Regions from separate parts of the Mus musculus genome. Here all the other regions are linked to region 2. Evidence: chromatin contacts called from public Hi-C, HiChIP or PLAC-seq and promoter capture Hi-C data. All regions are on one chromosome and are shown on one strand. Each heading gives the region's core, a stretch centred on a gene start, on an enhancer-like site or on the middle of the called end of the contact. The rest is flanking DNA. Distances are from core to core; before and after follow the strand shown. Region 1 holds the start of Hinfp (histone H4 transcription factor). Region 2 holds the start of Ift46 (intraflagellar transport 46). Region 3 holds the start of Hmbs (hydroxymethylbilane synthase). Region 4 holds the start of Abcg4 (ATP binding cassette subfamily G member 4). Region 5 holds the start of Nlrx1 (NLR family member X1). Region 6 holds the start of Scn4b (sodium channel, type IV, beta). Region 7 holds the start of Scn2b (sodium channel, voltage-gated, type II, beta).

Region 1 (2,905 bases), core at 284-2,783, 470 kb before region 2:
TTATTAGTAACACTATGAGGCAGGCATCATTTAAACCTCATTTATAGATAAGCTGAAGCTGAGCCCAAAGTTCATATTCTTATTTCATATAGCCTACATGACCCTGAAGCATTCTACTCCTTACTGGATTACGTTAAATTTTCCGTCAGGCATTCAATACCATAATTTGTCTTTGCTTTGCCCACACAATACTAGATCCCACTACTCCTTTAACGTTAAAATGTAGATTCCATTTGACTGAAGGAGCCCTGTTTACACTCCAGTGTCTATACTTTACTAAACATTTTTAAGAATATAATAAGCTGGGCGTGGTGGTGCACGCCTTTAATCCCAGCACTCGGGAGGCAGAGGCAGGCGGATTTCTGAGTTTAAGGCTAGCCTGGTCTACAAAGTGAGTTCCAGGACAGCCAGGGCTACACAGACAAACCCTGTCTCTAAAAACAAAACAAAACAAAAGTATATAATAAGTATGTAGTTTAAAAGAACGAGAACAAAGTGAAAGGTTGATGCAAAATTTCTAGGAGGGACATTAAAGGGACAATTCTGCAGAAGTGAGATGGCTCAGTGGGGGAAAGCAGCTCTTGTCACACTAGCCTGACAACCTGAATATGACCCCAGGAACCCCACCACCACCATTCACTCACATATGCTCACACCACTAATCAAGTGGTGGGGAACAGGGTGGCGTTGCCAGTCTTTGAGACAGGATCTCTTGAGAATTTCAGGACAGCCAGAGCCACAAAGTTAAGATGGTCTCACAAAAAAGAAAGCCACCACGGACATCACATTATGTCTAAGGGTGTATCTGTCTGAAGAGGAAGTCAGAAGGATGGAGAAGGAAAATAAAACGAAACTCCTTAGTTTTGTGATCTTAAATTACTTAAGCCATATGGGCCTAATGCACTACTGAGGCTCACTAAGGGTTTGCTACATCTAGCCTTGTTTCTGAGTGTTAATTAGGGGATGGAGAAGCATCCAACCCCCCCAGGATCCTTACCTGACATTTCATCACTAGTCAAAGTACAAAACCATCCCATCAACAATTATCAGGAGAGTATATACTCTATCGCCAGGCACCAATGAACTCTGAGCCACAATCCAGAAGAAAGGCCCAGGTCCTAAACAAGGACTCACAGACCAGGATCTGACGGCTGAACCCCGCAACCAATCCAAGGCGCAGGACCAGGGAGATCGGGACACGAAAAGGCCGGTGGGCAGCCTCGCCTGGGCGCTGAGGCCGGAGGATAGGTAGCTAGAACTCAGAGGAAGTAGCCCATCCGGGAGAGCTTCCCGGGATCCCCGGCGTCAAGCGTGGTGCCGAGGGAGTCCAGCCGCAGAGACCCCCTAGCCCGAGGGCGCGGAGGCTAAGGGCCGGCACGGACGCCACACCGAGCGGCTCCAGGAAGCCCGGCCTTCCGCAGGCTCCGGAGAGAGCCGCTTTAGCCGCCAAGGTACGGGAGCCGCAAGCCTCCACTCACCTGCCAGCGCCGCTGGTTTGCCCAGCGCCCCACCCACCTCACACCATCTACCCCGAGGCGTTTGAGCGACGACCAGCGACAGCCAATCGCCGCTCTCGAGTCGACCGACAGCCAATGGCCGCTGCGTCTGTCAGAGCCCGTGCGCACCAAAACACGGAAGAGGCGGGAATCGTCCCGGAGAGGGCTCCGAGTCCCAAGGGGGAGAGTGAGGGACGACCGGATGTGGCTGAAGTTCGCGTCACCTTCAAAAGTGGGTTGGGCCTGCTCCCGACTGTGCGCAGGCGGGAAGCTTTGAGGCTTGAATTCCCACTACTGCGCAAACTCGCGCCGACCACCCACTGGGCATGCGCCTAGTTTGGCCGGCCTTGTCTGTCATCTTCCTCACGGTGTTTGTAGTTCGGTTAGTTGTCTAGGTAGTTCGCCTACACTGGGGCACCACCTTCATCTTTGATTTTCTTAAGTCTTCTCTGTTTTATGTACCGTACCCCAGGTTGACCTTGGACTCACAGAGACCCACCTGCCTAAGTGCGCCACCTCACCAAGTTTAAGGGATACTGGGGGATTCATTCAAGGGTTTCTGCTTGCTAGACAAATGCTCTACCAACAGACACACACACACCAGCCCCGGAGTCTACTTTTTTTTTTTTTCTTTTTTCTTTTTTTTTTTTTTTTTTTGGTTTTTTCGAGACAGGGTTTCTCTGTGTAGCCCTGGCTGTCCTGGAACTCAGAAATCTGCCTGCCTCTGCCTCCCAAGTGCTGGGATTAAAGGCGTGCACCACCACGCCCGGCCGAAGTCTACTTTCTTTAACACGTGATCATCCATATTCCTCTATCTTCACTTCCATTCTGTTCGACGAATGACACCCATTCCAGAACTCCACACTCATTTAACATGCCCCAGTGCTTAATTTCTCTACAAGACATCCTTCACAGAGCCCAGCAAAGTGATCTTTAACAAAACCAGACTCGATCAAGTCAGAATTCTGTGTAAAATATTCAAAGGCGTTCTGTTGCCTTCAGTACAATGGCCCCAAACCAAATGGAGAATTTCCAAACGCCAGCATCTGGGTGCTGCCTACCTCAAATCCTATCTTGCGTCTTGGACCTCATTTCCTGCACCTCAGACACAAATTTCAGTTTCCCCACCACACTGTGCCTCCTTTTACTTCCCATGTGTCCACTTGTTTTCCCCTGAAAGTCTCCCCTTCCCACTTCCCATTACGTAACTAGCCATTCTTGTGTTTTCAATGGAGACGGTCCTTTGCCTGAGAATTGACTCTTCTTATTATGATATATTGTATTTGTGCTTACTACTGTGCAGTCTACACTACCCAGTGAGAAAGACCAGTTGCGCCTATTTCTTCGTTTTTATAAACCAGTCACAGTCACACAATCCAGTGAAGGAAATTCAGAATTTAAAATTGCCA
Region 2 (2,719 bases), core at 50-2,549:
TGTGGCCTCCAGATAGGGTTTCTTTGTGTATAACCATGACTTTCCTGGAACTCGCTTTGTAGATGAGACTGGCCTAGAATTCAGAGATCCGTCTGCCTTTCCCTCCTCAGTGCTGGGATTAAAGGCATGTGCCACTGAAAGACCCACAACATGAGGACTCCCCCACGTTCTGACTCAGGAGAGGCGACACCCCAAAATCACCAACGAGAAAACGGTCTTGTTGCAAATTGCAAGAGGATTTTTATTCAAGAGTGCTCTCGGGCCCACGGTCATACACCACGCAGGGGTAGAGGACTGTGGCGCCCCGAGTAGCTGAGTAAGGGGGTATTTAAAGGAGAAAAACCACAACTCAAGGAGGTGGGAAGGGCGTTGTTGGAAAATACCAAAAATACCAGGTAAGAGTCACAAGGAAGTACAAAGTCACAGGTGTCACAAGGAATACCTGGTAATTGTTAACTCTCAAGACAGTTTCTAAGAGCCCCTAACAATAGCACATTTGCATTGCAGCTTCCGGTAATGGTCAGGGTGACTTTCTTTGAATGAATACTCCTTGAACTCAGGAAGTGGGTGGGTGGAGGAATGTCACTATCTGTTTTATGATTAGCATACCTTGGAGCACTGAGTTTACTACTCTTTCACCACCACGCCCAGCTGTGTTATTTTTTATTTTATTTTATTATTATTATTTTTTATCAATTTTGAAACTGGACCTCAATAGCCCAGGCTGGCCTCAAATTTACCAAGTTACTTACTGAGTCTGATCTTGAACTTCTAATCCTTCTACCTCCACCTCCAAAGCGCTAGGATAGCAGTTATGCACCAGCTTGCCTGACTCATAGTTTTCTTTAGCAAGTAAAAACACAGGACACAGATAAATCCTAATCTCAGATGAAGGAAGAGAAAGTATGCTCCTGTGACATAGGGTATCGCGAGGAAAAGGGCTATCGCGCCACAGAGATGCTATAAAAGGGCTTTTAAACATGCTTGGACTTTTCCTTGAAGAGTGTCTAAACTGTGGATTAGGCCTATCTAGGAGAGACTGTAGGCCAAATGAGCCTTGTCTTTGAGATGACAGTTTCTAGTTGGAGAAAAGAAATCCACTAGCCTGGCCTTCCACCTTTGGCCACTAGATGTCACAACCGACTCAGTTGCGGAAACCATAGATAAGCGGGCTGCTAGACCGCCTAGTGCCCGGGGCCGCTCTATCCCAGCGCCGCGTCTCTGCTTCCGCCACCACCGGCCGCAGCAGAGGGGCGGGGTGGCGGCGCAGTGGCGGGGCACGTCTCGCGATCGTTCCTTCAGACTCTCGCTTTGTTTTGATTTATTTATCTTTTTCCCTAACGACTGACAACAGGCGGCTTGTTGCACTTAGGGATCCTTGAAGTGGCTGGGCCTGAGAGTGAGACCCCAGTCCTCGGCTGGGGTTCTTTCCAAATAGAAGAAACGGATCCAGAGGGGCTACAGGTAATTGGTGCTCCCGCCAGCGTTCTTTGCTCTCTGCGCCCCACCAACTGCCCTGGATCCTTGACTCTCCGAGAACCCGGTGGGATCCTATCTTCAAAACGGGCGGAAGTAGAGGTGATGCTCTGAGGATTAGTGGATGGGGCCGAGGCTGGAATTTGCCTTCTCTCAGGACCATCCTGTCCCATCCCCATACCCTCCACCTCTGGCAGAAGCCTCAACAGCTGTGCGAAAACTGACCAAACCTGAGACGGACGGCCGGCCGCAGTCTGGCTGTGCATGCTGTGCTTCCCTGCCTGCATCTTATGTAGAGCTTTTGGGTTGCTGCTGGGAAGGGTTGGATACCGTTTTCCACTGCACTTCTCTTGGCACCCAGCCAATGCTAGCTAAATAATGCTCTTGGGTCAGGAAACTTTCCTTTGGGGGAAAGCTTGGATCGGGGTGAATGCATCTCTGCACCGAGGCTGGATGTATATCCCATGATAGGAGCTATGTAATCGTATTTCCTTTTGCTTAGACCAAAATTGTTGAGAACCAGACATACGATGAGCGTCTAGAGATTAACGACTCGGAAGAGGTTGCCAGTATTAGCACTCCAACCCCAGGACAGCAAGGTAAGAGAAGATGAGAGACAAAAAAAAGGGAGGTGATTTTCAAACAAGTGGCGCAGATAGGATTCAGGTTGTATTCAGCAAGCTCTTAGCAAGTGTTGACCTCCTGCTTTAACTTGGCGCTGATTTTGCTTTCTCACTAGTTGAGGGAGAAACCAGTCCATCAGATTTTGGGATCTTTGAGTGCAAACTTATCCCCTGTCATTTTTAACTCGCTGTTACTGCTAGTAGATTCTGGCACAGGTTCGCTGTGTTTTGGGTTTTTTTAATTTTTTAATTTAATTTAATTTAAATTTAATTTAATTTAATTTTTAAATTACTATTTTAGAAATGTTTATGTGTATGTATGTTATTTGCTTGCATGTTTTTCTGTGAACCACCTGCCTGCCTGGTGCCCTCAGAGACCAGAAGAGGATGTTGTCAGATCTCCTTGAACTGGAGTTACACATGGTAATGAGCTGCTCTAGTGTGGGTGCTGGGAACTGAACCCTGGGTCCTCTGGAAGATCAGCCAGTGCTCTCAATCGTTGAGCCATCTCTCCAGCCTGGCTCACTGTGCTTTTGTTTCTAACAATTCATTAAGATGCTTCATCACTTGCCCTTAACTTGCCATCCCAGCTTTAATCGAAACAGAGTTTTATCAGAAGA
Region 3 (2,917 bases), core at 35-2,534, 430 kb before region 2:
TCTAGCTCCTTGGTAAACAGGCTCTTCTCTCCAATCTGCCAGGCAAGAGAGAGCCTCAGAGTGAACCCCTTACACGTGGGAGAGGGACAAGAAGAATGGGGACAAGGACTGGCGTTACCTTAGAGAGTGCAGTATCAAGAATCTTGTCTCCCGTGGTGGACATAGCAACTGAGGAGAGAGTCAATCAGATACCCATTAACACCTACTGAGTCACCCCTCGTTCAGGCCTTGACTGGATTCACAGTGGAGTCTGAGGCATAGAAGACCCAGCCCCTACTCTCTCAGATACACACACCGACAGAAAAAGCAGACATACTCATAAAAGAACCCAAAGCAGAAAGTATGAAATGTCAGGCTAGCCCGGGCAGCTGGAGGAGATGTGCACAGGAGACAATCTTTCTTTCCCTTCACAAGCAGCCAGAATAGTCTTACAAGGCAGGCTTTGACCACAGGCAAAGCCAGAGATGCCCTGTCCTCCGGTTCACTGGCTTCCCGTTCACTACCAATCACTCCTCTCAAGAAAACTTACTGATTTCAAACTGTATGCCAGGGTACAAGGCTTTCAGCATCGCCACCACAGTGTCGGTCTGTATGCGAGCCAGCTGGGGAAAGAGAGTCAGATGGTTTCTCACCTCCCCTGGCCACTGGCCCAGGCTCAGACCCTCATATGGACCAAGAAAGCAATGAAAGGGGTTAGACTTCTCACATGAGGCCTGCCCTGAGAGTCCCTTCTCTGTACCCCAATCATTTCCCTGCTCCAGAGACTCTCTTTTCTGTACCCCATGAAATCGACTCTCACACACTCTTATTTGCTCAATGCTAGCCTTTGGGTCCCACTAGTGACCCTGTGAGTCTCTGGGTCCCACTAGTGACCCTGTGAGCATTACAATTCTTGAGACAACGCGCTATGTCTGTACTCACCTGGCTCTTACGGGTGCCCACTCGAATCACCCTCATCTTTGAGCCGTTTTCTTCCTGCAGAAGAAAGTCCCTAGGTTACGATCTTTTCCTCATTCAAAGAACTAGGATCACAGGCTTAGGAAAGAGGACTCCCAGGTCCTAGGCAGGTGAGGCTGCTAGGAAGGAGAGACTCCCAGGACTGGTCCTTGAATCTTCCTTGGTACCTTCTGCCCTCCTACGGGATCCAGAGAAGCAAGACCAGAGGAAAAGCTGTAATAGGATCTGTTGTGGCAGCAGCAACAGGACACTGAGCCCCAAAGCCCAGCCTGGCCAAGGAGGTTCTGAGTGGGAGGGCTGCACACAGCCAGGTGGGCAAAATGATAAGGCCCATCAGCCTCGGCACAGTGAGGGTGGGCCCTGCTGGAGGGTGGGGCCTACAGAAGCTGGGGCAGGACAGCCGAAGCCTCCCATTGCTAGAGAACAAGCTCACTGTCCACAACAACTCAGGCACTTGAGAAGGCCTCACTAAGCCCTGGGTGAGTCACTAAGCATCCCTTAGTACCACCAGGATGTACTCCTAACAAGGACTGAAATCAACCAAGCTAATGTACAGCCCTTTCATGCCCTTGGCTGGGTGACTTTGGGAACATCATCCCATCAAGGGCTTGTTAAATTAAAGGCCACCTCATGCCTCAAGAAGTCCCAGAAGACTACAAGAATAAACTGCCTAACAGTCATTGCCTACTGGCTTCCTCTGGTGTCTTAAGCCAGAGCCAAGAGCTCAAAAGGACACACCTCTTTCTTTTGTTAAGGCGCCTTGGATAAAGGTGTCTAGGGCCAAGCAGGTAGAACTGGGTTCTGCAGTCTGATACAAAGGGGACAGGAGTCACTGTACAGATTGTCCCCCTTCCCTGCACCAGGTTCCTCATCTCACAGGTTCTTCTATAACCAGACACTCAAGTTCTTGGTCACTGAAGGTGAAAACTTGCTCTTGGACTCCAGTCTACTCCACTGCTGAAGATCCCTCCAACAAACGACTCTGAGATAGCCTTTGCAATTTAGCTGGGCTTGAAATAACACAGAAATTTCGGACAACAGGGAGCCCATAGAAAGGAATTGCTAAGTTCAAACAATTTGTTTTTTAATTAATTGACCCAGAACAGCATTTGAGCCGTGTCTGCATATTGTCCTTGCAACAACCCTACTAGGTTAGACAGGGTAGGTACTTCCACCCGTGTCACAGAAGCAAAGATGCAGAGTGGTCAAATTACTGTCTAAACATCTCACAGCTATGAACAGACAGAAAGTGGGTGCTGAAATCCAGGCCTTCCTACCCTAACCCTGTGCTCTAAAAATGTTTTCATAGCCAAGACTACTGCTTACTGCCTGGGCAGGAGATAAGCAGGCTTCCCAGCTCAGCCTTATCTCAGGCAGCCTGCCCACAAGTTCAGAACTTTCCAGGCAGGCCAGAAATGACAAGGCCCAGGGGTGGGTTCCCCCGCTCACAATAGCAATTCAGGTGTGTCTCTACTAGGACTTTTGTGGGTGGCTAAGGCTGGGTGACTTCATAACGGTGAACGGGAGAAGGCGTGTAACCTCCAAGATGTTTGTATACAGTTTTAAGAAGTGGGGTGTGCTCTCCCCTGAATGAAGTGGATCGTATTCCGAGATAGCTGGATTTGCCTCAGCCCCTTCTTCGTGAAAAGGATCTTGTCTGTGTATAATCCTTTACTGGCCGGGAACAACAGAGATCCAGCCAGAGCCTACAGGGATGGAATCCCAGGGCGGACCACCTTTCCACTCACAACCCCGCCCCCACTGCTCGAGATCACTCCTTCCCTGCCTTAGGGCAACCTAGTTACTGGCCCTTTAAAAAAAACCTTGGGGGGGGGGGGAAAATGACAGCTAACTATTCCGACCAATAGACGACGAGAACATGGCAACCCGGGGCCAATCATTGCACCCAGAAAGCCCCGAGAAGTGCGGGTCATCGGTCACCGGCTCAGAACTCACCGCG
Region 4 (3,049 bases), core at 43-2,542, 480 kb before region 2:
GACTAAGAGAGAGAAGAGACTGAGAGAGAGAAGACTGAGAGAGACTGAGAGATTGAGAGGTCATAGGGTCTATTTAGAAGAAAAAGCTTCAATAGCTGTTTGAACTCCCATAGTGCTGGCAGATGTGGGGAGCAGGGATCTTGTACCTCAACTGCAGTTGTGCAGTGAGGGTTAGGGCCCACAAAGCTCGCAGAGTAGGGTATCCCCAGGACTTATGCTCCTGGAAAGGCAACTCAGGGAGAGTCCCATGGGGCTGCCACCTACCCCGTTTGCGCCAGCAGGGCCCCTCCCGCACGGAATAGGACAGTTCCACGAACTCGATGTCCACAGCAGAGCGCTTGGGCAGGTGAGAGAAGCGCTGTGCTTCTGTGATATGGTTCTCCACCTTCTTTAGGTGCGTGGTCAGCACAGGGGGCTCTGCCCCGTCCTCCAGTGTCACAGCCATGGCCACAGCCCCAGGGCCCAGTCCACAGCCCACGGCCTCCAATGCCTTCTCCGCCATCACGCAGCCGGCCTGCAGGAGAGGGCCTGCTTAGCTCCGGGCAGACCCTCCAGCCCTTGCTCAAGGCGCCATAGCTTTCCGATGCTGCCCCGCCTCCACTCCTCCCACCCCAGCCTCCTTCTCCGGGCAGATCCCCCAACTGTCCGCACCCCTTTTCCCGCCGGGTCTTATGCACTCGGGCAGCACACACCCGGTGGTGCAGTGACACTCAGTTGCGACCTCGCCTCGTTCCTTGGCAGTCTCAGCCTGGCCTTGCTCGCCTGGCCCATCGAAGCTGTGCCCGCTCCTCCCTCCCCGCCGCGGCCTTAATCTCCTTACCCCACAGACAAGCAGTCCCTGGGGGCCGGGCGAGGGTAACCACCCGCTCGGAGGTCGGGGAAGCTAGGAGGCACAGGGTGGGCCGGGGGAGGCTCTGGCCTCGGCTCCGAGCCCCTCTCTGCACGGACTGGCACCGCTCCTCGGCCGGCCTCCCCATCCCGCTCCTCCGGACTGTTCCCCCAAACAGCGACAGACCCCAGACCCTCCAAGCCGACCCTCTTGTCCCCTGCTCGCCTGGTCACCTTGACGCGTCTCCGGCCGCTGCGACGCAAGGATGCTCAGCAGAGATGCTCAACCGGGATGTTCGACCCGGATGCTCAGCGTTGCGGCGCGGGAGGTGGACACTCCGGCTCTCTTCACCTGCCTCTGGCTGCGGCACCCGCGCCCCGGCTCCCTGTCCCGGTGGCCCGGGCCGGGGCGGGGCTAGGCCAGGGCGGGCAGTAGAGGAAGGCAGGGCTCGGGTCAGAAAGGATGACACAGTTGCGGAGAGATGGTTGAGGTCCCGCCGCGATCCCACTTGGATGAACCCGCCGGGTTCTCGTAGTCTGGTCCCCAGCGCCTGTCCTCTGGACCTAGTCGGGCGGCAGTGTTCTCTTCCAAGCTTCTGCTCGCTGGTCCTGCTGCTCTTAAAGGGCCCGTACTGCCCCTCACTCCGCGAGTAGCAAGGATGGAGGTGGTGAAAGCTATGCCTGCAGAGTTGGGGCCCGAATGGGGCCCTTTTTTGGACCTAGGACTGAGGTCAACCCGGAGGTCACCAAGGGAGGGAGACTTGATGTTACTCAGAGAGGCAGGTCCTTGAGCGGTAGGTGCCCAGGGGGGTTGGGAAGCTGTCGGTCTATCTGCATACACAAACCCCTCATTGCTTATCTCTTGCAGTTCAGCTTTGGAGCGCAGCCCCACCCAACCCTAAAGTACAAAGGACTTGAATGTATAATTCTTGAGACTTTGAGACAGCCTCTCACGCCTCTTCACATCCCCCCTCTCTAAGGGCTCAAGAGGACACTAGTTATGAAGAGACAGGGGATAGTAGTTATGACAAAGCCTGCAGGCAGCTCCAAGGTTAACCTTGACCCAGTCACAGCCTGCTTTGGCCATCAAAGTCTTTATTCTATTCGACCAGCCAGATTCAGGTCTCCAAGCCAGTATAGGCTGATCTAAGAGGCTGCAGTCCATACATACACAAAGCTCTTCAGATTCTGTCTTGGACGGCTTTTCATAGACATGGACATTCTCTCTCACCTACAAGCGTGGCTGGGTCCTCAGAGCGCTTACACCGCCCCCGCCCCCGCACCCCGCCTACTTGCTTTGGCCCTTTCTCAATTACTCTTGGCTCCTGCCTGCCCTATCCTCTATTTCTTTAAGGGGTCAGTAAGTCACGTGACCTGAGCTTTTTAGTTCCCGCCTGTCACATGCAGAGACAGATAGGAGGTAGGTAGGCTTAGGTTCTGGGTACTGCTTCCACTGCTACTGCAGCGGAAGATGCTAATAATCCAACACCAGCCCCCAACCCTCGCCCAAACCTCTCTGCAGCCCAGGAAACTAGCGACCCTGCAGGACATGTCCACACCCACCCTGAGACTATGAGGTTCATGGGGGTTTGGGATCCAATCTTTCCCAATTTCCCTTCATCCCTGTCTCACCTATGGTCATTCCTCAGGACCAATCTTCGAATTTTCCAGATGGACCCTCTATTCTTCAAGTTAATCTCCAATACCTCATGATAGACAATACCCCAATGATTGCTTTGTATGTAAGCGCGCGCGCGTGCGTTAGGGTCTCACTAACTCAGGCTGTTGCTGAGGCTGGCTTTGACTGCCCAGTCTTCCCCCTCTCTTGGGTGCAGTGACTATAAACATGTCACCAGGCCTGTCTAACATAAGTACTTACTGAAAAACTACTATAAACTGTACACTCTTCTCAGATAATCTTAGTACTCCATGAAGCAGGGTTTTTGCTTTATTTTGTTGAGACAGTATCTTACTATGTAGTTTTGGCTGGCCTGGAATTTGGTAAGTAGACCAGGATGGCCTCACACTTCTAGAGATCTGCCTATGACGCAGGGTTTTTTTTAACTTTCCTTTGGAGAAAAGAAACTGAGAAATAAGAAGATTAAGCATTATGCCAAAGGGTCAGGCATAGCAAATCCAAAGGATAGGTTCGAAACCCAAAGTCTCTGGTTTTACCCATTTTGCTAACCTGTCATCTCAGAACCCTATTTACAAATGGACT
Region 5 (2,714 bases), core at 89-2,588, 500 kb before region 2:
GATGTGTGAATGAACTTCCTGCTTGACACAAGGATGTGCCGCCTCTGCCTCACACTTCAGCCATGCCAACCTGGCCTCGTCAGCCCCCCTCCTCTGTTTACTTTGTGGCAGAGCTCCCCCAAGCCCTGGATTCACACACTATTCCCTTGCTCTTTATTCGAAGCCTTCCCCCACAGGCAGCGGTGGCAGTCTTACAGATCTCTCCCTACTGGTTTTTGCCAGCCTCTTCATTTCATCATTTCAGAGAGATCCTTCCAGACCTTACAAAACCCTACTTCCTCAAGTCCTCTGTGCCTCCACTGTTGGCCTATTCCACTCCCTCATCCCCTGCAGAAATCAGCTCCCTAAACTCCTAAGCTACTTGACAGCTATGAAACCCAGGCCCACACAAGCTATTTTTCCAGGTTTGCCCCCAGCCCACACCTCATCCTCCAAGACTACTATTGGATTCTTGCTCTCACCTTCCTAACTCAGTCCCTATACTTTGGTTAGCATTTACTTTATCAGAATCCCAGACACTCTTTGAAGATACTGCTCAAGGTACTCTTTCCCAAGGAGTCTATTCTGGCCCACCCCATCCCACAGCTCCTTGACATGCATATGTGGCTAGGCTGGCGTGGCCTCCCTCACTGCCGCTAGGGCAGAAGGGAAGCAAACTTAGGAAGAGGCTGCACTGAGCACAACTAGCCAGAGCAGGAGCTGGCTGAGGTCTTGAGTGGGCTGGAAACAGGAGACCTGGGGATTAGAGAAAGGTCCTGAAAACCTGACAAATCCCAGGATTGACATCAATCAGCCCCAGGTCCACTGAGTCAAGATAAGACGTGCAGGGTCTAGGATAATTCTCTAATCGAGCAGTTGTCATGGCACTAATCAAAAGAAGGAATGCAACAGAAGTTGCGGAGCTTTTCCACCAAACTGGGTCCCAAATAGCTTTCCCACTTCCACTTGGCTTGGGGGCGGGGGGGCAAAGTGAAGCTGCCAGTAGGCCTGTATTCAGCGCCCAAGCTCCGGCAGAATCCCCAGTGCCACTTGCCCGCTCCCGCGACCCAGCTGCCCGGCTCTTGCTTCCGGGGCCCAGCGCAGCCGTCCAGCCGGGGGCCGGAGGAGCGATCGACCCAGTTAGGCCTTTACCCAGGTTGCCTAGGCCCTGGTGCCCGTCGCCGTGGCCCGGAGGGAAGGAGGCCTGCGTCTCCCGCTGGCTCCGAGCTTCCCCGGCTCGCTCGGCACGGCGCGTCTAGGCCGCCTCCGCCCGCCAGCCAGCGCGCAGCCCGGCCCACTCTGGCACCCCGCCCGGTCTGGACACTGGAGGGCACTGAGCAAAGACCCGCAGAAGGGGGAATGGGGTGCTGGCGCGGGGCGGAGACTCCGGCCCCACCCGGTCTTCCCAGGGCCCAGGTTCCCGTACTGCCCCCTGCAGGTTCCCAAGCGTCAGGCCCAGCCGATGACCTCATCCACCTCCAAGTCTGGACTTGATGAAGCCCATTTTACAGATGAAGACACGGAAGCGTGGAAGAGAAAATGACTCGGGCGCAGGTCGTCCCTGTTGGAAGTAGATGATTCAGAAGAAAAGCTCCGGTCTAGGCCTTCCTTACACTTAGGTACTCATCCCCAGAGCATAATGACTTCCCTTCCTGCTCACAAACGTAGCTTACCTCCAGGCAGAAGACAGCCCTTCTTGGATCCTCCCCTTCTGTGTTATTCAGTCCCAAGACTCTAGAGGGGGGCCTCTGACCACTTTGGCCAGGAAGGAAGAATGGGTACCGACAGATAACTTCCTTCTCCAACCTGTTCTTCCTGTCTGACATCCCGTCATGGTTTTAGCCTTGGGACTTCCGTGTTCTAAAAACCCCAACCCTCATCCCTTCCATTCAAGGAACACCCAAGGTTCTCGTAACCAAGCTGACAGTGACCTTCAAACAAGGAACGCCTCCACATGCAAACACTGGTGTGCAATGTGCAAAGAACAGACATGAAGTAGAGAACTCAGAGAGAGAGGCTCCTCAGGGCCGGCTGGGAAGAGGCTTTTGTGGTCTACCCTCCATAGGAACAGAAGGCCAATGGTGATAATTTTATCTAGGCGATTGTCCATTTATTCCATGTGTGGTGTTAGGCCAGTACTGAACATTCACCCTGGGCTGCCAAGCAGAGCAAGTCATGCAGGGACCCACCATACTTGACAATGAATTTCTTCAGAAGTCGAGGCAAACTATTAGGAAAATTACTACCTGCCTCTAGCAGAGACTCTGACATTTGAACTGGCTGTTAAAAAGTCAGAATGAAAAAAGTCACTGGGCAGCATGGAAAAGGGCATATTTGCATTTTAAGAGATGTTCTTCTAAGATTGGAGAATGGCTCGGCCGTTAGGAGCACTGGCTGCTCTTCCAGAGGGCCTGGGTTCCATTCCCAGCATCTACACAGCAGCTCACAACCATCTGTAACTCCATTCTCAGTGGATCTGATGCCCTCTTCTGGCCTCTTCAGGCACTGCATGTATATGGTACACAAATACACATGCATGCAAAATACCCATACACATATTTATTTGTTTGTTTATTTGTTTATTTATTTATTGGTTTTTCGAGACAGGATTTCTCTGTATATCCCTGGCTGTCCTGAAACTCACTTTGTAGACCAGGCTGGCCTTGAACTCAGAAATCCACCTGCCTCTGCCTTCCAAGTGCTGGGATTAAAGGCGTGCACCACCACCGCCCGGC
Region 6 (2,915 bases), core at 396-2,895, 370 kb after region 2:
ACAGGCAGCCTGGATGCCTGGCCTTGCTTGCACAGTGGCAGGCCCTCCCAAAGGTCAAAACCTCTCCTGGACGTAGCTTCCCCTCTGGGGCCCCAGGCTTCTTTGAACTCAGATGTGTTGTGTGTTCAGCCTGTGTGCCCAGGGCTCTGCCAAGCGTGCTAACACGTCTTTATCTCTCTGAGTCTTTACATCCAGTTCTATTTCTAATGTTGGAAAGGCCTGGTGCAAGATACAGGTGCAAAAAGGCACACAAGTCTCAATGTAGGTAATAAATCAGGATAGAGGCGTGGTGGAGAACACCTTTCATCCCAGCACTCAGGAAGGGGAAGAAGAGGCAGGGCGATCTCTGAGTTCCAGGACAGTTTGGCCTACAGGGCTACACAGAGAACTCCTGTCTCAAAACCACCACCACTACAGCAATGACAGCAGGAACAGCAACTCAGGATCATTAAGTAAAGTTTATCTCCCATCCTCGGCCTCTGACTGCTTTTCCATGGTGGCCTAGAAGATGGGATTTCTTTTCAGACTCTTCCCCAGTCATCTTGCTTTTGTGACTGGTCCTGCAGCGACTGGGGTTCCACTCAGGAACCACCCACCTGCTTATCAAACTTATCCAAGAGGAGTCCAACTCAGCAACCCCTAGGGGAAACACTAGATTCTTGGATCCCCAGAACCCTTTAGAACTCAGAGGAGGTGTGTTCCCTGGACTCATGGGCTAGCATGAGGTCCCCTAAAACTAGGAGCCCAGGGCTGCCCTCCCTGTTGCCTAGCATTGAGGATGATGCTATTTTGCATCAGGAGGTAAATATCATGGGGTCACCATCCAGCAGACAGCAGAATTCTCCAGAAAAGTTGTGTGCTTTGTTCAGAGTTCTCCAGCAGCAAACACAGGGCATCAGAGCTGTTCAACTACCATGACAACCAACGAAGCAAAAGAAAACAAGGTTCTCCCCGCAGACAGTTAACATTCTGTATACAACCTCAATGGTCTCTTATGGCGCTGAAGCCTTTCAGGAACTCCGGGTTGGAAGATGGGTGGAGGGTGTGGCGAGGTGGAGGGTGTATTTCCAAGGTTTAACTGGTCTCCGGACAGTGAGGAGGATTTGTCCTGGAGGGTAGCTTGAGTAGTTGACTAGAGGTCTTGAGGGGGGACCTTCTTGGTGTTTACGGTTGCCTCCCCACCCCCGCCTCCCCGCGCTGGGGGCAAAGCACGCTGTCTCCAAGTGACTGCCTGCCAACCCTCTAAGAAGCAAAGAGTCTGTGCAGAAATGGGTTGGTGGGCGGCGTGCAGGAGACTTTGCAGGGGAAACTAGGTTTGCCACAGCCTAAAAGCCATCCGCAGAGCGAATGAGCGGCGCGGCTGGAGGCGACGCGTGTTGGTTCAGGGCTGTACCGGTCGTCCGCAGCGGGCAAGCCGGCACACGCCCACCGGCTGCGGCAGCGCCCGCTGCGGATGTCCTCCCGGCGGTCCCCGGAGAGGCAGCCGCTGCCCTTACTCGTGTTCTCTGAGCGGAACAAAAACAGCCTTCCAACAAACCTAAAAGCTCCACCTCTACTCCCCCGTGAACTCTTCTCCTAATTGGCAGCTCGGCGCTTGGGATGATGCGGGCGTCTGCGGGCTGGCCCTGCAGTGCCAAGCCGCAGCATTCCCGTCCCGCTGGAGAGGAAGAGGGCTGCCCAGGCTGGACCCTACGGCCGTGATACACGGCGCAACGGGCACTGTGCGAAACCGACGGGGACGCCGCCCCTCCTGCGGCTGGAGCGCTTCCAGAGCAGAGGCGCATCGCAGTGCCGCTCGCCCCGGCGTCCTCCCTTCAGCTCCGGCTCCTCCTCCCCCTTCCAGCCCCGGCTCCTGCAGCCGGCTCCAAGAGGCGGCGGGCGCGCCTCCCCCTCCTTGGTCTCCCCCTCGTCTCGCTCTCTCGCGGCTAACTTTCCGGAGCCCCGACCCGCGGCTCGGAGCTCCCCTGGCAGCTGCGGGGCCCACAGACGACCTCGGGTGGAGAGCCCGGCTGTCCCCACTATTCCATCCCAAGCCCCCGGAGCGCTCCAGAGAGAACAGGACCATGTCCCGGGCTGGGAACCGAGGCAATACTCAGGCGAGATGGCTGGGCACTGGGCTTTTGGGTAAGATAGCCCCAGCTTTGTCATTTCTCTCTCTCGCCTCTTTCTTAACCCCACCCCATCCTGAAGGAGGTGAAGAGAAGTGCCTTAGACAAGGTGGCACCAAATGATTGGGATGCCGGTCTTCCTCCGGACCCTTAGCTTTAAGACTATGTTCCCTGGGAACCTTGTGCATTTTCCCCAACCCCTGCCACCCGGGCAGTGAGTTTCTTGCTTTCTTTGATGCCTTTTGGAGCTAGGTGTTGGAGCTGCAGCAGGGAAATCCTCCTGAGACCGGAGTTAAGGCATGCTGGTGGGGTGGGGGCTGGGGTGTCTACTGCCTTGAGTGTGGGGGCTCCAGGGAGTTTGCAGGTGTAGCGGTGTCTGCCGCTCTTGCCTAGTACTATTGACTTGCTTGCTTCCCTGGCAGCAGGAAATGCTCCAATGGGGGACGAGGGTCTCCCTCCCGACTCTTCGCCAGGTTCTCCCCACTTCTTCCTTTCTGGTGTCCATTGCCACTCTTTCAAATGCTGGAAGGACTTAGAAGAACCCAGAGGACCACTCAAAGGCCACCTTTTCAGAAGGTCCTTGTCCCTCTTCCTTTAAAGGGTTTCTTTGGGGAAAGACCTGTTTGGCTTGCTACTGGCTTTTCATTTTGGGGAAGGCTGGGAAGAGAGAGGAGTCAGGCCCAGAGGACACAGAGGGTATAGACTCTTATGGCTATCTATTAATATTCACATGATGGTTTTGAGTGTCAAACTCCAAGAGATTAAGCAATGGTATTTATTAGTCCAGACCAGAATCTAATCTTCTAC
Region 7 (2,812 bases), core at 309-2,808, 340 kb after region 2:
CCTGTGTGGAAGGCTCAGTCACAGCCATGTGGAATAAGGGGAGTGGGGTTGGGGGGAGGTCAGCCTCTTCCAAAGAGCTGGGTTTGAATCCTGGCTCTGATCTATCACCTGTACATTGGACCTAACGTTAAGATCAAATTGTGATTCCTCACTGTGGACAGATAAATGTGCACAGCTAAATAAATGATTGCTGTTTAAGGACCTGTGATACGCTTGGCTCTGTTCTCCTCTTTGCTTAGGGCCACTTCTCTCCTAACTTCTACTTGTGACAACCTGTATTCTCCCCTCCTTCGAAATAACAAGTTTCAAACATACACCAAAGCCAAGGGAAGTGTGCCCCAGGCACCACCAATCATCTGGGACCATCAGCTACATTACCCACGGGTGTTAAAAACACAGACACTATCTTTATGATACCCGGCAGCATTAGACGTTATTTGTTGACATAATCAACGTCCAGTTTACATTCGCTCCCTGCTCCCCTTGTCTCAAAACCTGTTCCTTTCCTTGTTGATTTGTTTGAATCCGGGTCCCTCAGAGGTCCATGCTCTATTCTCTTGTAAAAGTCTCTTAGGCATTTGTGCATCAGCCTTCTCTGACAAGTTCTGTATTCTGCGGAAATGCTAGAGCAATGAGGAAGTCATTACTTTCCAAGAGCCTCCTGCCCACTTCGCTGAACCCAAACAACAAAAGGCAACTCTTTCCTGGGTGTTTACATCTATGTACGTACGTATGTACGTACGTACGTATGTATGATCTATCTATTCTCTTGCCCCTCCCCGTGTGTGTGTGTGTGTGTGTGTGTGTGTGTGTTGGGGAGAGACAGAGAGAGACAGACAGACAAACAGAGAGACAGAGAGAGAGCATGTAGCATGAGTATACAGGTGCCACTAATGTGTTGAGGTTAGACCATAACTTGCAGGGATCAGTTCTCTCCTTCTGCTGGGTGACCAGGTGTGTTCCCGGGGATCAAACTCAGGTCATCATGCTTGGCAGTGGCCACAAGCACTTTCCCCAGGGAATCAACTCACAGGCCTTTGGGGCGTATTCATATGATAAAAAGGACTTCCTTACAGCCCTTTGATAAAAACAGATGGCTCTAACAGTCTTTCTCTTTTTCCTTTTTTCTTTCTCTCCCTCCTTCCCTCCCTCTCTCCTTCTCTCCCCTCCTTCCTCCCCTCTCTTGCAAGGGTCTTGCTTTGGAGCCTAGGCTAGCTTTGGACTGCTATGAGTTCAAGGCAGTCCTGTCTCTGTTTCCCTAGTGCTAGGATTGCAGGCACGTGCCACCTCACCTAGAATTCTCTAACAATTTTCAAAGTCTAAAAATCATTTCAAATGCAGTAGGAAGGCAAAATTTGATTGAGCTCTGAGTTTAGAGGCTAAATTTTCTGGCAACTTAATTTCTTCCAGGAATATCTTTTTTATGCCCTCCCACCTGCTTTCTGAAATCCACCAACCACAATATTTACTCCATCCCCTTTTTTTTCTTCCTTTCCCTTATACACCACCCCCCTCTCTTTTTAGCAGCCACATACAAGTCGGCCATATTAGAGAGATGGAAATAAAGCTTCCTCAATGTTGCATATGTCTTTGAAGTACATCCGTGCATTTTCTTTTTTAGCATTTAACCATTCCTACCTTGTGGTCCTTGGTCCCTCAATCACCCTTTCCCACAGCCCACCCGCCTAACGTCACAGTCTCTGAAAATGCACAGGGATGCCTGGCTACCTCGCCCTGCCTTCAGTCTCACGGGGCTCAGTCTGTTTTTCTCTTTGGGTAAGTTAGAACCACATCTGCATGCTCCTAAGGGTCAGAAGTGCAGCTGCAGCGGAAAGAGGAGGGGGCGGGGGAGGGGGCAAGAGGGAAGGAGTGTGAGCCGCTTCCCTCTGTGTCCTTGGGAAGGGGCGTGCTGGGGATCTGGGACAGCTGGGACTGCCGGATGCTGGGCTTCTCCTTCCCAGAAATGTTGACTAGAGGGTGAGTGTTGCTCGGGGATGAAAATGGTCAAATTTATCAAGAGGTGGTTCATCCTGTAGATTTCCCTGAAGTGGACCCATGTGGGGGTGGGGCAGAGCTAGGCTGCTCTGCGGTCTCTTCAGGGATTTTTCTCTTCACCACCACCACCACCACCACCACCACCACCACCACCACCACCACCACCATCATCATCATGTTTTCATTTTCAGTTACTTCCCAAGAGATCTCATAGGAGTTGCTGGCTTCTTTAAAAGTCTCATTTGTGAGCCCGTTCCCTGGGATCTGGTGGATTTAAAGGAGATCGCGTTCTCGAGAGTTGGGGGCAGAGAGTTGAGCCTATCCCACCAATTTGTTGGGATGCGTGTGGGAGGAGGTGGGTATCAGGCTTAAGGACCAGCTCCGGGTTGGCAGGAGAGGCACCAGAGTAGCTGCTACCGAGGCAGGCACCCCTGGTGTGAACCAGATGGAATGGATGAGGTCAGGTGCCCAGGATCCTGGGAAAAGGAGCAAACTGTAAGTGGAACCTAGGGAGAGTTCCTTTAAAACCAGTCTCCGTGGTCCAGCCCAACCTTGCAGACCACCCTGTCGTAAGGTCCCAAAGCCAATTTCATAGCTGAACACCTAGAGACCTCGTACTAGGCAGGTATGTTAGGAGGCTATTTGTAGGCCTGCTTCCCGACTCTACCCCACCCCACAACCCATAAGGTCTCACTTTGTAGTCTTGGCTGATCTCGAACTTTCAGTGATTCTCCTGTCTCTTTCTCTTCCTGGGTGATGGGATTACAGACAAGTGCCACCATGCTGGGCTCTAAACCTGCCTTGTGGACAGTTTTAC

The links. Promoter capture Hi-C pulls out the DNA fragments that hold promoters and counts their contacts. A called contact is a pair of places that touch in the nucleus more often than the background predicts. HiChIP or PLAC-seq counts read pairs in DNA pulled down with a chosen protein or histone mark. Capture Hi-C pulls out chosen DNA fragments and counts their contacts.
Region 1: a contact with region 2 is called in a promoter capture Hi-C map of liver. The contact joins the promoter of Hinfp here to the promoter of Ift46 in region 2. A contact is called at or near these places in 4 of 39 promoter capture datasets (the HPC-7 cell line, fetal liver, liver and 1 more), 1 of 115 datasets of contacts at active chromatin or transcription factors (bone marrow-derived macrophages) and 3 of 9 other capture datasets (adipose tissue, liver and macrophages).
Region 3: a contact with region 2 is called in an H3K27ac HiChIP or PLAC-seq map of microglia, with 7 times the contacts expected there. The contact joins the promoter of Hmbs here to the promoter of Ift46 in region 2. A contact is called at or near these places in 3 of 115 datasets of contacts at active chromatin or transcription factors (embryonic stem cells, memory CD8 T cells and microglia) and 2 of 9 other capture datasets (adipose tissue and macrophages).
Region 4: a promoter capture Hi-C map of neural stem cells shows a contact between it and region 2. The contact joins the promoter of Abcg4 here to the promoter of Ift46 in region 2. A contact is called at or near these places in 3 of 39 promoter capture datasets (erythroid cells, fetal liver and neural stem cells) and 1 of 9 other capture datasets (adipose tissue).
Region 5: a promoter capture Hi-C map of erythroid cells shows a contact between it and region 2, with 12 times the contacts expected there. The contact joins the promoter of Nlrx1 here to the promoter of Ift46 in region 2. A contact is called at or near these places in 1 of 39 promoter capture datasets (erythroid cells) and 1 of 9 other capture datasets (liver).
Region 6: a contact with region 2 is called in a Hi-C map of cortical neurons, with 4 times the contacts expected there. The contact joins the promoter of Scn4b here to the promoter of Ift46 in region 2. A contact is called at or near these places in 7 of 39 promoter capture datasets (embryonic stem cells, frontonasal cranial neural crest, hippocampal neurons and 3 more), 1 of 15 datasets of contacts at CTCF or cohesin (embryonic stem cells), 5 of 484 Hi-C or Micro-C datasets (cerebral cortex, cortical neurons, embryonic stem cells and 1 more), 11 of 115 datasets of contacts at active chromatin or transcription factors (the SCID.adh cell line, bone marrow-derived macrophages, embryonic limb bud and 4 more) and 1 of 9 other capture datasets (liver).
Region 7: a contact with region 2 is called in an H3K4me3 HiChIP or PLAC-seq map of embryonic stem cells, with 10 read pairs. The contact joins the promoter of Scn2b here to the promoter of Ift46 in region 2. A contact is called at or near these places in 1 of 39 promoter capture datasets (embryonic stem cells), 7 of 115 datasets of contacts at active chromatin or transcription factors (the 230-238 cell line, the SCID.adh cell line, bone marrow-derived macrophages and 2 more) and 2 of 9 other capture datasets (embryonic stem cells and liver).

The regions. Positions count from the first base shown.
Region 1 is chr9:44,304,138-44,307,042 of GRCm38.p6, forward strand. Hinfp (histone H4 transcription factor) reads right to left here and starts at 1,534. Exons shown (of 10, transcript NM_172162.3): 1 at 1,479-1,534.
Region 2 is chr9:44,771,710-44,774,428 of GRCm38.p6, forward strand. Ift46 (intraflagellar transport 46) reads left to right here and starts at 1,300. Exons shown (of 12, transcript NM_023831.3): 1 at 1,300-1,464; 2 at 1,979-2,075.
Region 3 is chr9:44,341,097-44,344,013 of GRCm38.p6, forward strand. Hmbs (hydroxymethylbilane synthase) reads right to left here and starts at 1,285. Exons shown (of 14, transcript NM_001110251.1): 1 at 1,125-1,285; 2 at 922-975; 3 at 530-602; 4 at 119-168; 5 at 1-35. The coding sequence starts at 957.
Region 4 is chr9:44,286,952-44,290,000 of GRCm38.p6, forward strand. It overlaps Abcg4 (ATP binding cassette subfamily G member 4), which reads right to left and starts at 1,293. Exons shown (of 15, transcript NM_138955.3): 1 at 1,063-1,293; 2 at 265-514. The coding sequence starts at 502.
Region 5 is chr9:44,266,849-44,269,562 of GRCm38.p6, forward strand. Nlrx1 (NLR family member X1) reads right to left here and starts at 1,339. Exons shown (of 10, transcript NM_001163743.1): 1 at 1,132-1,339.
Region 6 is chr9:45,136,979-45,139,893 of GRCm38.p6, forward strand. It overlaps Scn4b (sodium channel, type IV, beta), which reads left to right and starts at 1,646. Exons shown (of 5, transcript NM_001013390.3): 1 at 1,646-2,124. The coding sequence starts at 2,064.
Region 7 is chr9:45,116,318-45,119,129 of GRCm38.p6, forward strand. It overlaps Scn2b (sodium channel, voltage-gated, type II, beta), which reads left to right and starts at 1,559. Exons shown (of 4, transcript NM_001014761.2): 1 at 1,559-1,776. The coding sequence starts at 1,707. The region is part of intron 1 of Gm10684 (predicted gene 10684); the gene reads right to left.